Regions from separate parts of the Mus musculus genome. Here regions 1, 2, 4 and 5 are each linked to region 3. The links are chromatin contacts, called in public HiChIP or PLAC-seq and promoter capture Hi-C maps. All regions are on one chromosome and are shown on one strand. The core of a region is the stretch at or near the end of the contact, and the rest is flanking DNA. Distances in the headings are between cores, read along the strand shown. Region 1 overlaps Gm34894 (a long non-coding RNA gene). Region 2 overlaps Gm35239 (a long non-coding RNA gene). Region 3 holds the start of Eapp (E2F-associated phosphoprotein). Region 4 holds the start of 1700031P21Rik (RIKEN cDNA 1700031P21 gene). Region 5 has its middle 37 kb from the start of Gm40423.

What was found. Promoter capture Hi-C pulls out the DNA fragments that hold promoters and counts their contacts. HiChIP or PLAC-seq counts read pairs in DNA pulled down with a chosen protein or histone mark. Capture Hi-C pulls out chosen DNA fragments and counts their contacts.
Region 1: a contact with region 3 is called in a promoter capture Hi-C map of liver, with 7 times the contacts expected there. The contact joins the enhancer-like site here to the promoter of Eapp in region 3. A contact is called at or near these places in 10 of 39 promoter capture datasets (the 3T3-L1 cell line, 3T3-L1-derived adipocytes, the C10 cell line and 5 more), 1 of 484 Hi-C or Micro-C datasets (B cells) and 2 of 9 other capture datasets (adipose tissue and liver).
Region 2: a contact with region 3 is called in a promoter capture Hi-C map of liver, with 2.0 times the contacts expected there. The contact joins the enhancer-like site here to the promoter of Eapp in region 3. A contact is called at or near these places in 4 of 39 promoter capture datasets (the 3T3-L1 cell line, hippocampal neurons and liver), 1 of 115 datasets of contacts at active chromatin or transcription factors (astrocytes) and 1 of 9 other capture datasets (adipose tissue).
Region 4: a contact with region 3 is called in a promoter capture Hi-C map of adipose tissue, with 8 times the contacts expected there. The contact joins the promoter of 1700031P21Rik here to the promoter of Eapp in region 3. A contact is called at or near these places in 12 of 39 promoter capture datasets (the 3T3-L1 cell line, 3T3-L1-derived adipocytes, the C10 cell line and 6 more), 2 of 484 Hi-C or Micro-C datasets (B cells and round spermatid), 9 of 115 datasets of contacts at active chromatin or transcription factors (astrocytes, cardiomyocytes, double positive thymocytes and 6 more) and 2 of 9 other capture datasets (adipose tissue and liver).
Region 5: an H3K27ac HiChIP or PLAC-seq map of embryonic stem cells shows a contact between it and region 3, with 6 times the contacts expected there. The contact joins the enhancer-like site here to the promoter of Eapp in region 3. A contact is called at or near these places in 4 of 39 promoter capture datasets (cranial neural crest, embryonic stem cells, hippocampal neurons and 1 more) and 2 of 115 datasets of contacts at active chromatin or transcription factors (astrocytes and embryonic stem cells).

What each region holds. Positions count from the first base shown.
Region 1 is chr12:51,842,765-51,845,464 of GRCm38.p6, forward strand. Gm34894 (a long non-coding RNA gene) reads right to left here. Exons shown (of 3, transcript XR_381584.4): 2 at 1-2,397. Among named protein-coding and RNA genes, the nearest start is that of Gm34894, 7.7 kb to the right of the region's middle. Within about 2 kb of position 1,302, at least 393 of the 459 cell types and tissues checked have an H3K27ac peak or open chromatin away from gene starts, as enhancers often do. A contact at or near this core is called in B cells, adipose tissue, hippocampal neurons and 1 more, where this site is marked.
Region 2 is chr12:52,635,363-52,638,062 of GRCm38.p6, forward strand. The region is part of intron 3 of Gm35239 (a long non-coding RNA gene); the gene reads left to right. Among named protein-coding and RNA genes, the nearest start is that of Gm23296, 32 kb to the left of the region's middle. Within about 2 kb of position 1,294, at least 68 of the 459 cell types and tissues checked have an H3K27ac peak or open chromatin away from gene starts, as enhancers often do.
Region 3 is chr12:54,694,491-54,697,190 of GRCm38.p6, forward strand. Eapp (E2F-associated phosphoprotein) reads right to left here and starts at 1,404. Exons shown (of 6, transcript NM_025456.4): 1 at 1,221-1,404. The coding sequence starts at 1,294. It overlaps Gm22513 (a small nuclear RNA gene), which reads left to right and starts at 2,292; the gene lies at 2,292-2,455.
Region 4 is chr12:52,600,911-52,603,610 of GRCm38.p6, forward strand. 1700031P21Rik (RIKEN cDNA 1700031P21 gene) reads right to left here and starts at 1,412. Exons shown (of 3, transcript NR_045910.1): 1 at 1,270-1,412; 2 at 1,080-1,145. Gm35239 (a long non-coding RNA gene) reads left to right here and starts at 2,043. Exons shown (of 7, transcript XR_001780617.2): 1 at 2,043-2,700.
Region 5 is chr12:52,396,690-52,399,389 of GRCm38.p6, forward strand. No RefSeq gene overlaps it. Among named protein-coding and RNA genes, the nearest start is that of Gm40423, 37 kb to the left of the region's middle. Within about 2 kb of position 1,277, at least 107 of the 459 cell types and tissues checked have an H3K27ac peak or open chromatin away from gene starts, as enhancers often do. A contact at or near this core is called in embryonic stem cells, hippocampal neurons and liver, where this site is marked.

The DNA of each region.
Region 1 (2,700 bases), core at 52-2,551, 2.9 Mb before region 3:
GCAGCAGATCTGTCTCACTCCTCCAGGTTCCCCATGGACTACGGAGGCTTTTGTCATTCTAGTCAGTAAGAGCACGTTCTGAAAGGAGGTCAAAAGCTTGATGATATGTCAACAACAATGATAAAAATAATTAGGATTAAATAAAAACTATGAAATGTACTTCAGGACGATCCACTGTTGTTTGCAATAGACTGTGATAAGAACAAAAATTCTTCATCGCTCAAATTGCTTTCTGGGGACATTTCTACAAAAAAAAATCAACTCAAAGAAATCTCTGATTGCTCAACAATACAGTATACATCAGCTGAAGGTGAATTCATTTTAAAAAATACACTCATAGCTTTCCAACAGGGAGGAGACATAGATGATTCTCCAAAATAGGTGTAATCTGTTATTTTAATGTCTGTTTCATTGGGTCTGATGTTGACTCTTTCTATCAGGTTTTAGTTTTTGAGAGACAAACTTTGGTGATAGAGCCCAGAATAGCCCTGAATTCTCAATGCTCCCACATCAACTTCCTGTGTGATTTTTTTTTTAATGGACCAGATATTGACTTTTAAGAGATAGATAGGGCCAGAATCATCTAGAGTCTGCAGCCCCCCCGGTGAGCTAGATACTCTATTTCAGGGCTAGCAGCGGAACTCAATGGCAGCGCACTTACACCTACCTAGACCTCTAAGTCCTGGCTCTGATACCTGGAACTGAAAAAAATACCTATTGTGTGTCAGAATGCTGTCCCAGCACACAGCTGGCTCAGAAGGAAGGACTGACTACAAAGCAAGTTCTTGGCCAGCCTGGGCTTCATGCAGTCAGGCTGCACAATGAGCAAAAATGAAAACTAAATGGGATAGGGAAGGGGAGAAGGAAGTGGGAGAATAGAGGGGAGTAGGGTTGGGAAGAGAGGCCCTTAGCCTCTGGAGGAGGCAGCATTTACACTCTGAAGCTGGTGGTTCATTATTCAGAAGATGAACTTTGGTGTTTTACTCCTGTCCACATTGGAAGAAGCATTGTCTATACTCAGGTGTTTGGAACTGCTGAGGCCGGTGTGTTCCCTAAATATTAATGAACGGGCACGTGTAATGTCCATGAGCATAATTTAACTATGAAGTGATTCTCCTTCTTAAAGAGCTCACAATGTCTTACTCAGTCTTGGAGAAGGGCAGCTGGACCGACAGCGATCTTAACGACTACAGAATTTTCCCTATGTGGGCCGGAGGGGTGGGGGTGGGGAGGGATAATTCAGTGACAGCGTGCTTGCCTAGCAGGCAAGCTTCCCTGGCTTCAGTCCCCATCTGCAAAGCAAAACCAAACAAATGTTCCTATGATCCTATCTTATCAGTAGACGGCTAGCCTTCTCTTCCTCTCTGCTAGCCACTCAAAAACATCTTTTTTACCACTAGGGAGGAAGGGAATCAAATATTGCTCTTTCACACTTAGGAGCTGCTTTCTATGGGAAGCTTGCTCTCCTAAGCCAAAGCAAGCTGCCCTTTCATTAGTGGTCTGACATCTTATTAGCAAACAAAATTGCTTAAGGCTTTGTCTTAGTGTCATTGTTCCATCTGGACTCAAGACGCAGCAAACCTAGCTTCAACCAACAGAAGGAACTCGATGTACTTAGATGTACTCGATAGTCACAGGCTTCAAGATCTGAGTAAGACATGTTTATTCTTGAAAGAATCCACTGAAATCCCTCCTTCTCGACTATTAGTTTTCCTCCTATAACCTGTGTGAAGTCGTGGGGGGATTTTTCTCGCCCCCACCCTGCAGTTTTCAGTGTCAGAAAACAAAGCACAGAATCTTCTCATAGTGGTGTCTTCAATAAGCCTAACATGCAACATCAATTAAATTACAGATTATTTTAGTACTAAGACAGTTCCGTTTCCTCTTTGGCCTGTTTTACGGAGGAAAAAGTACCTGCTCCAATCAGAGATTGATTTCTGATGGGTAAACAGAAACACGTTAGGGGGACTAGTTTTAGTTCTTAAATTCCAGTTCACAAAATGAGCCCCACCCCCACCCCCCGCAGGGCCAATGCTTCAGCTCGGCTCTTCCTTTTCTTCCTAAACAGAGTCGAGAGCTTGCTTGTAGCCTCCTTTTTCTTTGGAATACTCCCCTTCCTTGTCCACCTCCTCCCAGCCTGGCGCAGCGCTCGGAAGGCAGGACTTTGGGAAAGTCGCGCCTTTCTAAAGGAGTGGGTGCTGTTTACAGGCTCCGGCTGCTGGCCCCGAAGGTGACTGGAGTCAAATGTAAACCTGGCGTTTATCTCTCGCAGTCAAACATGTTGTGCAACCGGGAGCAGTGGGCACTGTGTGAAAGGTTGTTCCGGCAGCAGCCCCAGGTTCAGGATTACTCAGCTCTTCACCCTGAGCTATGTGGGACCAAGATACTGGAGGTCACCTGTGATGGAAAGACCAACGGGCCAATGAGAGGAACCAGGAGGCGGGGAAACAGTTCTTGGCAAACATTGCGGCACAGGGCAGGACATCTGAAGGAAAGTTGTTTTGTGACCTTTATTGTTTCCCATGAAAACTTTCTCAGGCATGAAACCTTAGAAGTCAGAGCAGTTTCTGGCAATACTGGTTTATTGGGGGGCCAAAACATGCTTTTTTGTAAAAGCCATTTTTCTTCTTTTTCTTGAGTCAAGATCCATCATCCCATGCAGCCCAGGGTACCTGAGAGCTGAGAATGACCTTGAACTCT
Region 2 (2,700 bases), core at 44-2,543, 2.1 Mb before region 3:
CCAGTTGTGTGTGTAATTCTGCCTGGAAGTGTTTACTCCTTGGTTGTCTAAGCAGAACTTTGTGGTGGCAAGTAAGGATTACTGGGCACAGCCAGCAGTTATCAAGAGATACGTGGTTATGCCAGTGAGCCTTACAGGAAAACGTTCAGCTTGGGGATCTTCAGCCACCCTCTTACATTGTACTGCTTGAGAGGTTTGTCCGGGGATTGTGTGCTGCACACATCTTCTAAAGACAGAGTCTTAGCTAGAATGTTTTCCAGGACTCTCAAGCTTCTCTCACTTCTCTTGTCTGCGTTGAAGCTCCTTCGACCTGGATATTGCAACAGCAACCCCTAGTGTGTTACAGGGTGAAAATAGAACTCCAGCTAATAAGGTGAGATGGAACAGGATGTGGCAAACAGGCATCTTGTTGTTTATTGAGCATCACAGGCAGAACTAAATAAGCAATATCATCGTGTTTTCTAGGTCTGGACAGCTGGGAAAAAAAGAAGGTAGCAGGAAGTTAGGTTTTAGATTACTTTAGAAAAGAATGCATATGCTAAGAGCCAGAGAGTAGGAGGGGATCAGTAGGTCACTGGAGAAGGGAGCTGGTCTTGTGAACAATTTGCTAGTCTTCCAAAGGCTGAAAAACTTGGCTGTGCACAGAGAGAGTGGTTAGGGCTTGGTCACAAAGGTCTTGCAGCTGATCTTTCAGATTGGAGGCCTACAATGGGGGCAAACGTCTTTTTCCCCTTAAGGTGGTTAAATTGAAATTCTAGAGATGTCAAACAATAAACTAAAGGCTATCAAAGCGTCAGTGGATGGTAGGTATTTACTAGTAATAGAGTTTTGATGAAAAGTTCTAGATCCAAGTAAGATAGGGAACTATAAAGAAGGTGGTGGTGACGGTGGCAATGGAGAGATGAGGCAGAGGGGATGGGAATGGGGACAACAGAGCCCACTCTCATGGAGCTTACAGTTTGTTCAGCTGCCAAGGATCAGCTCACCACAGCTTAGACCTTGGTGTTTGTATGTTTTGAGCATGAGTCACATACCGGCAGAGCGTGATTCCTCAAATGGAAAGTACCCATATAGTTCAAGATGTTGTCTCCTGCTTGCCCTGCCTGTCTCTTCTGAAAAAAGTGTAATCCCAAATGCCGGGTCCACCAAAGGGCTATTTTCTAAAGAAAGAATGATGGAGCCATGTACTTTTGAATGGTGAAGATGACAAACCTTGAGGTGACAGGACGGTGATGATGGGGTAAATCCTGACCCTAGGGGTGCTGAGCTGTGGCTTTAAGGACTCTGTTTCTCAGGGTCAAGTTTCACTCCCCATAGAAACAGCTGCATTGGCTCCTGCCAGGTCCTTTCCAGCAATAAGAAACGTTGTCTCAGGAGGCAGATACCATTTGAGAAAGTACAGAGCATAGGACATCTTGGGGACCCTATTATTTGGGGATGAGGGAAGACCAGACTGAACCTGAAAAGCAAAGAAGAGAGCATGAAGAGGGAGTATGAATCTAATAATCAAATTCAAGCTGCTAAGTGTTTCTAGGATTTTTATTCTAGGGTTCATTTTCTTTTTTCTGTTTTTTAGGGGGGGTTGTTTGTTTGTTTGTTTTCTGAGGCAGGGTTTCTCTGTGTAGCCCTGGTTGTCCTGTAACTCACTCTGTAGACCAGGCTGGCCTCGAACTCAAAAAATTGCCTGCCTCTGCCTCCCAAGTGCTGGGATTAAAGGCATGCGCCACCATTGCCCAACCCCTCAGGTTCATTTCCTGACTTGCATTTACTTAGGCCTGAGAGTGGTACTGTGGATATGATTGTTGGATGTTTGGGAGAAACACAGTTAATCTTACTTTTGTAGTTCAAATTATTTTTCAAAATTACTCACAAAGCTCACAGTCGTAGTCCCGATTCCTAAGTTGCAGTGGCTTCTTTAAGAACTACATGGTGTGGGTTTTCCTTTTGTATGGGATGTTTTTCCATTACCTTTCTTGTTCAGGGCAGGGCACTGCAGAATGAGATCCTTAGTCCTAGAAAGCAAGCCATCTGCCTTGTGTAGTACCTGAAATAGACACTGAATTATGGTGGTTCTCCTGTGTAACTTTGACAACTGCACAGCTTTTCTCCTTAAAAAGAGGCAATGCCAAGTCCATGGATGATTTTTTTTATATATACTATAATTGCATCTCCACAAACACAGGTGACAGATGACAGTGAAAGCTTCTGTTGGGACTAGTGCTGTTTTCAATGCAGAAGCTACGCGCTGGGTTTCTAACACGGAGATGGTATTGATCCAAGCCTTTGCAGTTGATCATCCAGGGTTTCCTTGTGTTATGCTTCTTCCTGCAGTTTCTGCTTCTCTGTGAAAACCAAAGTATCATGTAACCAGGATTGTAGGGTGGAGTGTGAGTGCGGCTTTAAAATATGCAGAATCCTTTCCAACACATCGGGCATTTACAAAAAAAAAATGTTTTTCACGTTGGGGATTGAATTCAGAGACTCGTGCTTGCTAAGCACACCCTTAGCCCCGCTAACTTTTAAAGAACTGATACCAAGGACCTCTGAGAGACAAAAAAAAAAAAAAAAAAAAAAAAAAAAAAAAAAAAAAAAAAAAAAAAAGCTGGGTGGTTTTGGAATTTTCTATGTGAGTGTTCTGCCACCTGCTGGAAAGGGCTCAGCAAGTTCTGAGAGCTGAGAAGCAAAGAAGCTGGTGCAGTT
Region 3 (2,700 bases), core at 154-2,653:
AATAGGAAGAAATAAAACAACAAAAATGAATTAAGTCAGGGCCAGCAAGATAACTCAGCAGCAGACAAAGGGCTTGTCACCAAGCCTCATGACCTGAGTTCAATTTCTGGGACCCACATGGAAGGAGACAAGTTGTAGATTAAGACGCGGAGAAAAAAGCCAGGCGTGAGCTGGGCGTGGTGGCGCAAGCCTTTAATCCCAGCACTCGGGAGGCAGAGGCAGGTGGATTTCTGAGTTCGAGGCCAGCCTGGTCTACAAAGTGAGTTCCAGGACAGCCAGGGCTATAGAGAAACCCTGTCTCAAAAAAAACAAAACAAAAAAAAAAAAAAAAAAAAAAAAACTGCGGGAAAAAGAACAACAAAGCAAAAGCCAGCTGCAAGAAATGCCTTGGACATTTTTTTCTTGTTTTAAGACAAAATCTTACGTAGCCCAGAACCAGCTTTGAACTCTTCACCCTCTGGCCTCCTAAATGATGGGATTATAGGCATACACTACCATGTCTGACTTAATTCATTTAACTTTTAAATTACAGTTTTAAAAATGTTGTGTATAGCCGGGCATGGTGGCGCATGCCTTTGGTCCCAGCACTTGGGGGGCAGAGGCAGGCGGATTTCTGAGTTCGAGGCCAGCCTGCTCTACAGAGTGAGTTCCAGGACAGCCAGGCTATACAGAGAAACCCTGTCTCGAAAAACAAAAGAAAGAAAGAAAGGAAGAAAGGAAGGAAGAAAGAAAGAAAAATGTTGTGTATATGGGCATATGGGTGCTATGGCATGCGTGTGGAGATCATAACTTAAAAAAAAAAAAAAAGCCCATTCCTTTTTTTTTTTTTTTCCATTCTCTATTCCCTAGTTTCTACTTGACAGTCTTCAAGATAAGTACTTCGTGCTAAGGGCCAGGCCCTCACTAGCTTAGGACACTGTCCCATACTTGTATTTCCATTTACAGATGCGAGGCCGAGAACTGACTTGCCTTCGGTCACAGTGCTAGTAAACGGTAAACAGGGTTCCATCTAAGGCTTCACGCCTGGGGGCCCACGTAATTCCGGAACATCCCTCTTCCCGCACTGCTGTCCATCCTGGTTCCCTAGAGACTGAGCAGCGCCATCAAGCGCCCCGAGGCTCCCGCAAGTGAAGCGGACGACACTGCGCCCAGGGACGGCCGGCGCGAACAACACAACGGCCTCAGCCAAGGCAGGGCGGAGACGCGGGGCAGCGGCCCACCTGCTCAGAGCCGGCTCCTCGTCGCTCGGCTCTTCCACCGCGTACGGGTCATAGTCATCCTGGAGTCGGTTCATGGCGACCTGAGGACGCCTACACCGCCCCGGCGTCTGTGTACTCCGCCAGCGCCTTCCCCAAAGCTTCCCGGAGACTCCACTTCCGCCCGTACTGCGAGTCCTTCCTGTGCGCCTGCGCAAGCCGTCCAGTGACAAGGATGCAAGAGACGGGGCGTGCGGAGGGTCAATGTTAACACGTCTCTACGTTTTCTTTTCCGCTGAAAATAGCAGTTGTCTTTGTGCATTTTTCTTCTCGCCGCCGCCGCCGCCGCCACCTCCTCCTCCTCCTCCTCTTAACTTAAGCTTTATTTAGGTTTTGAAAAGGTCTCACTAACCCAGTCTAACCTGTAACCAGTTATGTAGCCCAGGCTGGCTTCGCTCTGCTTACCGTGACCTGCGGAGAGCTGAGATTACAGTTGTATATCACTATCCAGTCAGATTTATTTCTTCAAAGTTGTTATCTTAGCCCTTCTCTCATGGTTTTTATTAGGTTTATTGGCTGTGTGCAAGTAAATAATGTATAATAGACCTACTCAGAAAAACACCACGGAAAAACGATTTTTCTTTTACTAGTTAAACTTAACAAGGGTGGATCTCTTAGAATCCTGTCCTCCGCTAGCAGAAACTGAATTGAGCTAAAAAAAACTTTTTCTTTGCCCAGAGCCTGGGCAGAAGCTTAGGTTTTGAATTCCAGATTCGATTGCCCACTACCAACAAACCCCGCCCCCGCCTCACAGCCTTAGTGGGCGGAGTCGCGTTGAGGGGCCTACAGACGAGTTCCCGCGGCGTCACCACAAAGGCGTGGAATATGTAGATGAGAATTTCACGCAAAGGCTACCGGTTCTCCCTAAATAGACATTTTTTTCCGTTATTGATAATATTTACATAATATAAGCGTATATTTATGGATCAAGGTTAGAAAAGAGAATATAATGTAGAGAAGACGCATTGAGGAAGAGACCGTAGTTATAAAGTAAGTATACAATGATGGAGAGCCTGCACACGGCACTCGCAACTCATACTTACCTGGCAGGGGAGATACCATGATCACGAAGGTGGTTTTCCCAGGGCGAGGCTCATCCATTGCACTCCGGATGTGCTGACCCCTGCGATTTCCCCAAATGCGGGAAACTCGACTGCATAATTTGTGGTAGTGGGGGACTGCGTTCGCGCTCTCCCCTGGCATTTTTGTTGAAAAAATAGAAAACATTTACTTTAGCATTGCGAAAGACTTGCTTTCTACCTGGTGTTTTAGTTTTTTTTTTTTTTTTTTTTTTAAAGATTTATTTATTTATTATATATAAGTACACTGTAGCTGTCTTCAGACACTCCAGAAGAGGGCATCAGATCTCATTACGGGTGGTTGTGAGCCTGGTTGCTGGGATTTGAACTTCGGACCTTCGGAAGAGCAGTCGGGTGCTCTTACC
Region 4 (2,700 bases), core at 162-2,661, 2.1 Mb before region 3:
CAGAGATTCTACTTTCTGTATTCTATCTTAGAACTCTTTGTTCACCCTAAGGTTGCAAAAAATACTTTCCTATGTTTTCTTCTATAATCTCTATCTCAAGTTAATTTTTCACTTGAAAGAAAAGAAAACTAAATCTTACCCACATACTTTGGAGTCCTCAGAAGTACTGAAAATCAGTGAGATTGGTAAAGGCGCTTGCTATCCAGCCCAATGAATGAGGGTTTTATCCCTAGAACCTACTTGGTGGAAGGAGAAATCTAACTCCTGGCAAATTGTCCTCTGACCACAACACACATGCAAAGGAAATAAATAAACAATGCAATAAAAATATTAAAAGAAGTACTAAAACCCATTTAACCTCATGGGGATGTTGAGATAAAAATCATTAAATTAATGCTTGTTTACTGACCTAAACCTGAAGTTGGCTTGATTAAGCATTCATTCAGACATCTGAATGTTAGTTTATGGAAACAAAGGGAGGGGGAGGGGGAGAGGTGAGGTGAGAGGGAGGGACTGTGAGGAGAGGGAGGGAGGGAGGGTCTCAGAGGAGAGGAGAAAGGGGAAGTTGCAATCTAGATGGAAAGTAAATAAATACAAAATTATCATAAAAGGCAGGCTAATAGAAAGTTACACCAAAGCATTTTTAAAAAGCATCTAATTGGAAATTTTAATTCAATAGACCTGTCATTTTCACTCCTGTTTTTCCTGGGGGAAGAACAGTGTTTTATTACTTTTCAAAAGTTGTTAGAAAACAACCAACTTTCTTTTTTTTTTTTTTTGAGACAGGGTTTCTTTGAATAGCCCTGGTTGTCTTGGAACCCACTCTGTAGACCAGTCTGGCCTCGAACTCAGAAATTCGCCTGCCTCTGCCTCCCGAATGCTGGTATTAAAGGTGTGCGCCACCACCGCCCGGCTCTGCGTGACTTCATAACCCTTCTTTTTCTGCATATCAGAAAACCGGTGCCAATTAAACAAGTTTTAAAATTATTTTCTCATGCCAAGTTGGAGGAAAGATGGGAGGACGAGGAGAAGGGAAAAAAAAAAAAAAGAAACTCTAGTTAAATTAAGTAGTAACTTGCCTTGTCCTTCGGTAGTTCGTTTGTTAATGAATTGAGACAGTTTGTATAGGTGTTGTACAGGACTATCTTCTGAAACAAACAAAATCTATCTTACCACATTCTGTAATGTCTACTGGCAAAAGATCATCTCAGCTGGGCTTGTTGACCCACACCTGCTCATAAAGGGGCAGGGAGGTCAGGCGACCCTTACCTGAGTATCCACCCTACCTACTGTAGTACGCAATTTTATCCATAACTAGAAGTGGCCTCGCTGAGGGGAGGGGTAGAGTCTGTAACCTAGGAAGACTAAGGGAGTGGGGTGGCTGGGTGGAGAAGTCTTCATCCCGACTGGGTAAAGGCTTTCTAGGCGTAACTTGGGGGGATGAACACCCTGGCTCTGTGAGCAACTCCTCCTTTACGTCATAGAAGGAAGCTCAACTCACCATTCCCTCCGCAGAGTGTCCTTTGGAGGACTCTTCTGTTTGCTGCTGGAACAAGGATAGGCCTTGTCTGTCTGCTCAAGAGAAGGAATTTTAGCTGACTAGCCTAGGCTGGGCTTGTATTCACTATGTAGGGAAATCTGCCCTTGAACTTCTAGTTCTTCTCTGTTTCCCACCCAAGTACTGGGATTACAGGCAGGTGCCACACCACAGCCGACTAATGGTGATAATTATAAGCACACAGGAAAACCTTTGCCCAGACTTCATTCTGAGAAATACTGAAACCACACCAAACTAGCAGTTTCTGACCTTTGTCCCTCATTTTACAGCCCACAAAGCTATGACTTGAACAGCTAAGACTTCGCTGTTATTTAAAATTACAACAAATATTTCCTCCAAGTAGGTATGTTTTACACATTTGTATCATAACAGGGCTAACATGTCATTTAATATACAGGAAAAGGAACGGAAGTACAAGAGTGACTCTGCTATTATTCTACTCCAAAGTGAGCAGTGTAAATCCTTAAATTTCCCTCTCAGGCCAAGTAGGTGGGCTTCCGCCCTTGCATCTGTGTTCCGGATGTTTGGTTACCAGGCAACGTCTAGCGCCTGCCAGACACCTGTGAAGGGGTGCGGCCCCTGGTCCCCGAGCCTCGGTCCTGGACCTAATCGGCGCCTGCGCAAAATGTGCACAGGCAGGCGTTACCTGCGACCGGCCACCCGCAGAGAGTGGACGGGCGTGGCCGCCCAGTCAAACTCGCGGGTCCAGGCCGGGCAGCGCCTGCTGGGAACAGACTGTACCCCAGGCTCTAGAGGACCTCCCCAAGCTTTTGCTGCGTTCCTAGAGTATGGTGCCCATAGTTCTGGGACCGAGTAGGCTATGCTGGGGAGGGGTCACCTGGCGGGTTGGGCATACTTCAACAGGCATTGGACTAGTGGAACATAGGTAACAAGTGTCCTGTTTTAGTGTGTGGGGGGAGTAGGTGATCGAGTCAGGGCCCTGGTCACTTAGCTGCCACACATTTCTCAAGCTCCCACACAGACGTAGGAGAACAGCGAGCCTCCCAGCGTGCCGGATAGCGGACTGCTTAGAGAACTCACTCCCCTCCCCAGGCCTCTAGAGGAAGGCTCTTACCCAACATGCACCAGGAGCTAATTTGCATAACCCCAAGGTAAACCACACGGACCCACGCCGCCAGCGT
Region 5 (2,700 bases), core at 27-2,526, 2.3 Mb before region 3:
GGCTGAGTTACAGGGCTCATCAGCATGTTTGGCAATACAGAGGCACAGCCTTGGCCTGGAGACGGCTTCAGCCATCTGTTCTTTTCAGTGATAGGGAGAATGAGGCTGGGTTTGCTAGAGCCTGAGAAACACAGCAATGGTTTCTGAGGAGTGTGATCAATCCCGGTGCACATTTGGCTTTGCGTTTGTCTACGGGGATACCTAAAGTCACTGGGTGGTGGCCAGAAACTTGTGGTCAGAAACAGAAGGCAGGTTGTTGGTTTCTGAGGACTCAGGGAAGAGAGTGGGAAGTTGGGATAAATGGCTACAGAATGTTTAGAGTAGAATGATACAAATATTCTAAAATTAGAGAAGTAATATTTGCCCAACTCTACAAATACCCAAATCCCCTGTATCATATACTTTAGCAGAGCTGGGGGTCAAACCCAGGACTTTGTGCAAGCTAGGCGAGTACTGTCTACCCCTTACCCTAAATTACAAAGTTTAGAGGGTCTTTTATTGGATAGAGAGTATATCTCAATAAAGACATTGCTTTAAAAAGAAATCCATAATTTATAGTGAAAATAAATCTGAAAAGTTAGTCCACGAATTCCCGCAGTGTGTTCCTCAGTGGACTTATGAAATTATGCCAAATTTGTATCCTCACTTGAGGGGTTAAGTCAGCTGGAAAGGCAGGTATGCCCTGGACACAGGGCCCCAACCTCTACTTTCTCTCTGGAAGACTGGATCTGTCTTTGAGGGGACACATAGCGTTCATGTGGAATTGCCCTCAGCTGTGGTATCTGACCTCAACTCCTTCTATGACCAAAATCAAAAACCCTCCAAACAATCTTCTAAACTCCACAGGTTATACTTTTTAGCCTCTAGAAGTGTTCCACATCTGGCCCCCAACCTTCCCTCCAAACCAGACCCTGAATGACCCTGATAAATGCAACCCAGTTGTCCAACACCCACCTCTCTCCTGCAGAACAAAACCAATTGCAAACAGATGGGAATTTCCACGTGGGCCAAATGGACATCAGGCAGGAGAACAGAGGGACCCTGTTGGGAGATGTTGCCTAGTAGGGAGGCAGGCAGGAGTTCACTTCCTGGGGGCCCACTGGCTGTAAAGTGCTCTGAGATATGAGTACCCCAGGGGAGGGGAAACTGTAGAGGCCAGCACAGCTAAGTGCTGTATTTGGCAACTCCAGGAGGAAAGGGCTGGTGGGAGGACAGGAAGACTCAGAGCTTCTAGAAAGCAGACACTTCCTACTTAAAAGATGTCTGAGGAGTTGAGTGGGGACTCATGGGGCCTTCTGTGAAGACCTGGACTGGATGGGAAGTTCATTTGACAGAGAGAATAGAAACAAGACAGTTCATTTTTATTTTTGATGAAGTGAAACTTCAGCTTTAAAAAAAAAAAACAAAAAAACCAACAACAACCAAAATCTTGTGGTAACCAAAGTCTATTTCACAGATAAACACAGAAAAGCGCCATTGGCTATAGACATCCACCTTCAGGAACTGTGCCCTGAAAACCACGTGAGTGGCTGTTTGAAGGTCATGAATGGATTTGACTGAGCTGTCTAGCAGGAGAAGAAAACAAGCAAGCAGAAAGGGAAGAGTTTAAAATAACAAGGGGAATCTTTAAATAGAGCTATAGAGCTGCATAATGAACCTAGTCCAAGGGTTACAAACAAGCTTTTCCTTCAAAGTTTCTATGGTAACTAGATAGAATCTACAGCAAGAGTGTTGTTAATGAAATACTTCTGGGCCAATGTGTAGCAGTTAAGTAATGCATAGTGACTTTGTACAGGCTCCAACACAGGTCATGTTTTAGCTGCTGTGTCCTTGATTCCTAGCAAAAATTAGACATTGAATATGGTGAGACTCGGGTTACTACAGGCCCTGATTTATCTCCATAGCAGAAATCTTGAAGGCTGGTGTTGATCCAAATCACTTGGAATGAAAAGAGATCGCCCGCTTCCTGGTTCCCCTGCCTTCAGCAACAGTTTAGGTCCATTTGACACATGTGCAGTGTTAATTTGGACAGTTAGAGTAAGTGCTTGTGACTAACTAATTTTATCTGTACACAAAGAACAAACACAGTCTGCCGAGGTAAGTTGGAAGCTATTTTTGAACGTGTCTAGGAAGCAGTGGAAAGGCTTGGACATGGGGGCCAAGCAATGATCCTCGAATCCAGCCAATTGTGAGCAATGAATCACAGAGCAGATTGCTGAACCTTCCTTTCTGTCTCAGTTTCTCATGAAATGAGCCCAAAGATAGAATTGACCTAAAAGTTGGCTGATGGATTAAAGGAGATTGAAATATATATTATGTCCATAAAAACCTGCCTACAAACATCACATTTGCAACATATGTCCTAGAGTTCTTTCTCTGATGTCATTTTGGCTGATGTAGTCCCAACTCCCATTGTAAGATCAGAAAACCCTGAAACTAAAACTTTACAAAGCACAAATGGGAAAAAAATTGCAAACCAATATTCTTCATGACTGTAAATATACAAATTCATAAATAAAATGTGTAATAAGAATTTTTGGCAAGTCAATAGGTCTATAAACTTTGGTTAGGTAGAATCATTTAAGTTATCAATACTATCAACACTAATACATTTTGAGCCCCAGACAATGCTGGGTCCACGTATATAATATTTTATCCCAGCCTCAATGTCATCATTTTATAGTGTAGGCTTACTATAAA